2 separate regions of the Sus scrofa genome follow, and region 1 is linked to region 2. A link is a contact called in public HiChIP or PLAC-seq data. All regions are on one chromosome and are shown on one strand. The core of a region is the stretch at or near the end of the contact, and the rest is flanking DNA. Distances in the headings are between cores, read along the strand shown.

Region 1 (3,737 bases), core at 1,087-3,586, 230 kb after region 2:
AGTATGCGGGCCAGGAGGCCTGGATTAACCGGAGCTTGTCCATGAAATGCAGGAAGGTGAGGTTGGCAAGAGGGTTGGTGTGTATGGGCAGGTGGAGGCGGGGCAGCCAGTGTCTGTACACCCAGCTCCAGGAATTTGGGCTGATGGAAAATGATGGAAGGAGGGAGTGTGGGAGGGAGCCGAGGAAGCTTCCAGCAATTGCTGGCCACCAGCAGGCATGAGAGGCTGAGTTTTCCTGTGGGGTGGCTGACTTGAGGGCTGAGGGTGCCATCCTCCTTCTGGGTCCTGCCCCTGCTGTGGCAGAAGGGCCTCCAATGATCAGGTCACCGCTGCCCTGTATGCCCGAGGTGGCCAGCCTGTCACAGGCCCCCAGAGCCACTGCAGGGCTGTGCACAGGAATGGCAGGGTTCAGCACTTCAACAAACATTTTGAGGGTAGGTACTAAGTGCAGAACACCACAGGGAAAGAGGGTGGAGTGAGGCGGGCGCTCTGCCCTGTTGGCGGAGAGAGGAGCTGGGGACTCGGGATCTGTGCAGCATTCGTGGGGCCCCGGCTCGAGCTGGACGTCAGGACACAAAGGGATAGACAGGCCTGGCACCACAGGTCTGCAGGCCTGTGGAGGTGGCTGGAAACAGGAACTCCTGGTCCGGGTGGAAAATGCTTGAATTCTGTGGGTGCGCAGAGGGAGTGGTGACCTCTGCCCTGGATCTGGGGTGCAATGGGGCTGGGGAGATATCTGGGCTGGGCTCGGGGCCTTGGGGAGGGTGGGGGTTCCCAGGTGGAGGAAGAGGGGGTTTCAGGCCGAGGCGTCAGCATGACAAAGGGGGCGATGCTAGAAAAGAGCAAGAGGCACAGGGACCTGCAGGTGAGAGAGGGACAGACAGAGAGAGGCAGAGACAGACAGACAGAAAGGGGAGGGAGGAGACAGAAAGAGAGCGAGTGGGAGGTGGGGCTGGGCCAGGAGGCCTTCATCTGCCTCCCAGGAGACCTGGACGTGGTCAACGAGGAGATCAAGGGTCTCTGAGCAGGAGCGCTGCGAAGAGCCATGTGTTAGAAAGGAATTCTGACCCCGGTGGAGGGGGGGGGGGGACAGAGCCAGCGGGCAGGGACACGGGAGGAGGCTGGGGCTCTCCCCACGGAGAGAGGAAATAGAAGCCAAAGAGTCTGTGGGGCAGGGCGGTCCTGTCTCGGGCAGTCTGGGTCTGAGTTGCTTGGGGCGATGCCCAATAAGAAGCTGAAAATGCTGGCACGTGGGGCAGAGGTCAAGGGCTTTAGGGGCACCGCCTCCAAGCCTGGGTGGGACGAAGAGAACATCTAGGAGGTGGCTTCAGCGGTCACGTGCAAGGAAGGCCCGGGGCGGCCGTGGGGGAGGACAGGGAGGTCCCCACGAGAGACCCGCGTGGAAGGAGGGTCATACGTGTGCACATGGAGAGGCCATTAAACCTAGGAAGCGTCAGTGTTTGAGGAAAAGGAGTCCTGTGGGCAGGGCGTGGAGCCTGTTTAGTCTTGGGGGGGACACCGCTGTGGGAGCCACATGCCGCCTGCAGAGGTGTTGATGAGCGTGGAGGAGGGAGGAGGAGGACGGGGACCGCGACGTGGTTGGCGAGGAAGGCAGGGAGGGCTGAGCCTCCGAGCGCCTGCAGTCCCCTGCGCCCAGCTGTCACCCAACAAGAGAGCCTGGCGCCACCCTCGGCGGTCCTGTTGGGGCTGGAGGGCTCCAGTTCCCTTCCCAGAGCCCCATGCCCGCCCAGAAGCCACTCTCCCAAGCACCTCTCTCACTGTTGCCTGGTGATTCCCAGTGTGGCCTGGGACCGGGCAGGACTGTCCAGGTGTGTGGCCTGCCCCAAGCAGACAGGAGCTCTCTGAGCATCAGGACCTGTGCCTCCCCTCTTCCTGTTGCCTTCAGTGTCCTGGACGAGGCCCACGCCTGCCAGGGGCAGACACCCCACATGACGCTCGGTCTCCCAGGCAGACAGGGTGCCTCAGTTCTCACTTCTCCCAGCAGGAATTTGGGCCCATCCCACGAGCACGCAGACTTGTGGCTGCCCCAGACTTCCTGGTCGGACAAGATCACTCAACACAGGTGGCAGGGTAACGCCCTCTTGGCTACTTACCTAATCTGCTCCAAACAGGTGAGACGCCCGGGATTTGGGGTGAAGGGGCAGGAAAGGTTGTTTTCACCCAGACCTGCTCAGCCCACCTGTCCCAGTGTTTCCACGTTATCAAATGTTTTCTAGTTCCCATGGCAACCGAATCACAGAGCCAGGATTTGTTATTGTTCCAGGGGAAAAAGGGAAGGGCCGCAGTGCAAGGGCTGACGTCCGAGCACCGTCCACCAGCCAGGCAGCTGAGTCACCACCACGGTCTGGTGCGTCCATGGAGTCACCTCCCTGTGGTCTGAGGCTCCCACTGGCCCTCCCTCTTTGGCAAGAGGCCGATCCCCAATCTGCGCCTGTCAGCAAGTGTGGGTGCCTGGGTCCAGGGGTGCTGAGTCCTGCCCTGGGCACTGTGGGGGGGCTAGCGGGGCAGAGAGGGAATTTCCTGCCGGAGCCAGGACCTGCCTTCAGGGAGCGGGAGCTCAAGGGGCTGGGGACACATTCCTTGTCCTTTCAGAGCCTGTGTGCACTCACGGATGGCTTCTAGGGTCCCCTAGCCATTGGCTTACAGTACGACCTCAGCCCAATCACCTGGGCTCTCTGAGCCTCGGTCTCTTTAGGTACATGGTGGGGAAACCGGCCCTTTCTCATCAGCTCGTCGGGAGAGAAATGAGATCGTGCCTATAATGCGCCCCACGGCAGCCCAGTTTCCACAAAGCGCTCCTAAGCCTGCACTTGTGGCCATTGCTGATTGGCCAGATACTGGGCCCATCTCAGGACCACCTGGAAGGTGAGGCAGGGGGAACTCCCCTGCTCCCTGAACACATGTGCCACCCACCCTTGGGCAGCCACCCCGCAAACCACCCCCACCCACCACCACCAGGACCAAAATAAGAAGCTTCAATCGTTCTGACCCAGTAGGGAACAGAATGAGAAGGTCAATGCGTCAGCCAGAGGGGGTGGGTCAGCAAGGGTTTGGGATCAGAGCAGGGCCCCTGAAGCGGGCGTCCCGGAGAGGTCCTGCTCTGGACGCCCAGATCCGCCCCCGCTGCTAAGGACGCCCTTGCTCTAAGGCCATGCTGGCCGGGCGCCTTCTGATGACAGCCTGGTTTTCCGGAGAGAATTCCCACCCGTGAGAGGGTGCCGGTGGGTGAACACGGCTCTGGTGCCCGCCGGACCGTCCTGGGGGGTGGCTGAATCCGGACTGCAGCGGTTGTGCCCGGTTGTTGTGTGAGTCACCCCGAAGCGCAGCAGCTCAGAGCATCTAACCAACACAGCTTTCTAGCTTACAAGGTGGAAACCCGGCCCCCGGGATGGGATGCCCGCAGAAAGGAACGACCCCCAGAAAGGAGTCCAGCCTTCCCCTAGGGGAGCCCCGTAGACACCCATTCTGCAGAGTCATCCAACAGACCCCCAGCACGTTCCACGCTGACCTCTGCCAGACGCCGTAGCCAGGCCAGCTGACCAGCGGCCTCCCTGGGGCTGGCCCCACGCGTGCTTTGCAGATGGAATTGAGAGCCACAAGTGAGTCATGGCATGAATTGAGGAGGTGGGACAAGCATTCCTGATAATTTGACAGAAGAGAGTCATATATGACAGTCCCTGGTGGGGAGTAAGAGTGAGTGTTATTTCACGAGTCTC
Region 2 (3,964 bases), core at 60-2,559:
AAGACAAAAAACAAACAAACAAAAAAACTCAACATTCAACGGCTATGTGACTTAGTAAGTGCATTCATGGGCATTTTCCTGGAGTAATGAAGACATGTTCACACAAAATCCTATACACAAAGGTTTATAGCAGCTTTATTTGTAATGGCCAAGAACTGGAAACAGCCCAGGTGCCCATCAATGCATGGATGGTTAAATAAACGGTGGTACCTCCATACCACAGAGTACTACTCAGCCACAACAGCAAAAATGAAATATTATTAATTCTGGCAACGACCTGGATGAACCTCCAGAGCATTATTCTGGGTGGAAAAAAAAAGCGAATCTCAAAAGATTATATACTATATGGCTGCATTTATATAATACTCGTGAAATGAAAAAAATTATAGAAGCAGGGAAATTTCTATACCAAAATGTATTGGCCACACAGGTGATCCTTGTGAGAGATCTTCTCTGTCTCGACTGTATCACTGTCCATATACCAGTTGCAATATCGTGCTCTTGTTTCCCAAGATTTTACCATGGAGAGAAACGAGCCAAAAGGCACATGGGATCTCATCAGAAGCAAATCTGCAAATAGCTCAAGTGTTTAAAAATTTTAATTAAAAAAGCAACGCAATGATAAACACAAAATTTAGGATAGTCGAGATGGGAAAGGGGATAGAATTTACATCTCTAGGTTGAAAAAAGGGGTTGTTAGTATTGTGGTTCTTGGATTAGGTGGTGGGTTTAGAGATGTTTGCTGTTTGATTAATGACTAAGTAAGTAATAAGTAACTAGAAGACATCTATTCACGAACTGATGATGACAGAGTAGAAGGAACCAGGAGTAAAGGCGAATCCAGTTTGGGTACCTGGGGTTTAGCGGGCGGAAATAAGCTAGTCCAGCTCCTGTAGAGGGGCAGACTTTGGGCAGGCTTCTTACACAGACTTAAGGCTCTTTCTGGTCTAAACAAGCCAAGAGCACAGGCAGTTGTTCAGAGAGAAAAAAGATTTCTTGAGACAGCCGCAGGCACCCATCTTGCGTGTTTAGGGGAGATACCAAAAGAGCTGTTCTCCGGCTTAGGAAGTTTACTGTAGTGCCAGCGGAGAGTCATTCACAGTTGATTCATTCAGTGGGTGTGTGACAGACGTGTGCTGGACACAGCAAGAAACTGGAGATGCCGCCAGGGAAGTTACAAATTCCTTGTAGAGAGTTCCTGTAATAGTTCAGTGATAACGGAGACGACCAGTATCCATGAGAATGTGGGTTTGATCCCTAGCCTCGATCAGAGGGTTAAGGATCTGGCGTTGCCATGAGCTGTGCTGTAGCTTGCAAACTCTGCGCGGATCTGGCATTGCTGTGGCTGTGGTGTAGGCCGGCCCCTAGCCTGGGAACTTCCACATGCCGAGGGTGTGGCCCTAAAAAGCAGCAACAACAACAAAGCATACGGTGGAGTTCCCACTGTGGTTCAGTGGGAACAAACCCGACTAGTATCCACGAGGATGCAGGTTCAACCCCTAGCCCCACTCAGTGGGTTAAGAATCCAGCTTTGCTGTGAGCTGCAGCGTAGCTCAAAGACTCAGCTCAGATCTGGTGTTGCTATGCCTGTGGCATATGCCTGTGGCGTAGGCCAGCAGCTGCAGCTCCAATTTGACCCCTAGCCCAGGACTTCCATATGCCACACCTGCAGCCCTAAAAAAAAAAAAAAAAATTGTATGGAGATTGTTAGGTATTAATGGAAAAAAGTATGCCATTTTCTAAATTTTGTCACACTTGTAGTGTTTTGTTGAGATTTATTTTCTCATCATATCTTAATTTGAATATTCAAATTCGAATTATTTTTTTCTTTTCTTTGTTTAAAGATATTTGAATTTCCAGTGGTGTAATTCAGTCAGGGTCCAGGGGCCTAAGAAGGGGAGGGCTGCTGGTGTAAGTGCTGTGGTCTGAAGGCCCCCAAACCAGGAGCTCCAGTGTCCAAGAGCAGGAGAAGCCAGACGCCCCAGCCCCAGGAGAGAGAGGGAGTTCGCCCTTCCTTTGCCTTTTTGCTCCATAGCGCCCTCAACCGGTTGGACCATGCCGGCCCACACTGGTGAGGGTGGATTTTCTTTACTAATCTCTTCTAGAAACACCCTCACAGACACATCCAGAAATACTGTTTTACCAGGAATCTGGGTGTCCCTCCCCCAGTCAAGGTGACACATAAAATTAACAACCATGATATGGCAAAATATTACGAGAGTTATCTCTGGTGGATGCTTGGGTAATGGGGAGTCTTTCTTCTACATGCTTTCCAATCGATCCTAGATTTTACTATCATGTATGACCAGAATCATAAAAATATTCACGGTTATAAAGTTGGCTAGCCGAATGCTGAATGCCAACTGCCTGCCCATATCTTCCATAATGTCGCTGACTTTTGAACAACAGGACTGGAATTAGGAAAGTGGTTCTCTTCCTCTAAACACACACACCAGGAGTTCCCGTCTAAACACACACACCAGGAGTTCCCGTCTTGGCGCAGCAGAAACAAATCTGGCTAGGAACCATGGGGTTGTGGGTTCGATCCCTGGCCCGCTCAGTGGGTTGAGGATCTGGTGTTGCTGTGGCTGTGATATAGGCCGGTAGCTGCAGCTCTGATTCAACCCCTAGCCTGGGGACATCCATGTGCTGCGGGCACGGCCCTAAAAAGACAATAAATAAATAAATAAACGCACACACCAAATTATCAATTTAAAAAAACTGACAAATTACCAAAATGATCAGAAAATTAAGAAAAATACCGTATTTTTTATTAATCACCTTCCTGGTATACCTCTATAATGCTTTTTTCTTACACTTTTAAGCTGTGTGGTTTTTTGTTCTCCTTTTCATAAGACAATGATTCTGTAATATCCTCTTTCTATAGAGAGACTAGAAAGATAATTCAGTCTTTCCATGAGATGGATAAAAATTTGATTAAAAAATATTCAGGTAATTTCTTTCAGCCTCACAACAAATTATTGGTTAAGTCATGTAATTATTTGTTTGTTTTTAAATGATTTTTGTTTTTTCCATTATAGGTGGTTTACAGTGTTCTGTCAATGTGCTGCTGTACAGCAAAGTGACCCAGTCACACATACATATATACATTCTTTTTTCCACATTATCCCCCATCATGCTCCATCACAAGTGACTAGACATAGTTCCCAATGCTATACAGCAGGATCTCATTGCTTATTCACTCCAAATGCAATAGTTTGCATCTATTAACCCCAGATTCCCAGTCCATCCCACTCCTTCCCCCGTGGCAACCACAAGTCTGTTCTCTAAGTCCATGGGTTTCTTTTCTGTAGAAAGGTTTATTTGCGTTGTGTGTTAGAGTCCAGATATAAGTGACATCATATGGTATTTGTCTTTCTCTTTCTGACTTACTTCATTTAGTATGAGAGTCTCTCGTTCCACCCATGTTGCTGCAAATGGCATTATTTCGTTCTTGTTTATGCCTGAGTAGTATAAGTCATGTAATTTTTTAGAATTGTTGTCAGATTTGGAAAAACCTCTAAATTGTTTAATGTGTGAGTGTAATATTCAGGGCATTTCACGTTTTCTTTTTCCAATGATTCATTTTAAACATTCTTAGAATTGATGACATTCATTAACCAATTTGTTAGCAGTGTCCTCATTGTACCAGCATATTTTCTTTATCAGCGTCAATATTTCATATGAGAGCAGCAAGAATGGTAAATGTTTTTCCTTTGTTTTTACATTATGCATCCTACCTCATCACTGGATCATCAGACAATCCAAGGGACTCTTCATTGATTCCATTCGACCTGTACCTTTTCCTCTGAATGAATGACTGCTTCTAGTATCATCTCACAGGTGTCATTATAATTTGCTTATTGATGTCATAAAATGTTCTCTTGCTTATCTTTATCTCTTTTTTTTTTTGTCTTTTTTTTTCGTCTTTTAGCCATTTCTTGGGCCGATCCCTCGGCATATG

What was found. HiChIP or PLAC-seq counts read pairs in DNA pulled down with a chosen protein or histone mark.
Region 1: a contact with region 2 is called in an H3K27ac HiChIP or PLAC-seq map of alveolar macrophages. The contact joins two enhancer-like sites. A contact is called at or near these places in 1 of 47 Hi-C or Micro-C datasets (embryonic fibroblasts) and 1 of 2 datasets of contacts at active chromatin or transcription factors (alveolar macrophages).

What each region holds. Positions count from the first base shown.
Region 1 is chr9:130,913,700-130,917,436 of Sscrofa11.1, forward strand. LOC102164427 (a long non-coding RNA gene) reads left to right here. Exons shown (of 3, transcript XR_002336041.1): 3 at 2,006-3,737. Among named protein-coding and RNA genes, the nearest start is that of NENF, 44 kb to the right of the region's middle. Within about 2 kb of position 2,337, at least 40 of the 83 cell types and tissues checked have an H3K27ac peak or open chromatin away from gene starts, as enhancers often do. A contact at or near this core is called in alveolar macrophages, where this site is marked.
Region 2 is chr9:130,689,307-130,693,270 of Sscrofa11.1, forward strand. No RefSeq gene overlaps it. Among named protein-coding and RNA genes, the nearest start is that of BATF3, 7.8 kb to the right of the region's middle. Within about 2 kb of position 1,310, at least 2 of the 83 cell types and tissues checked have an H3K27ac peak or open chromatin away from gene starts, as enhancers often do. A contact at or near this core is called in alveolar macrophages, where this site is marked.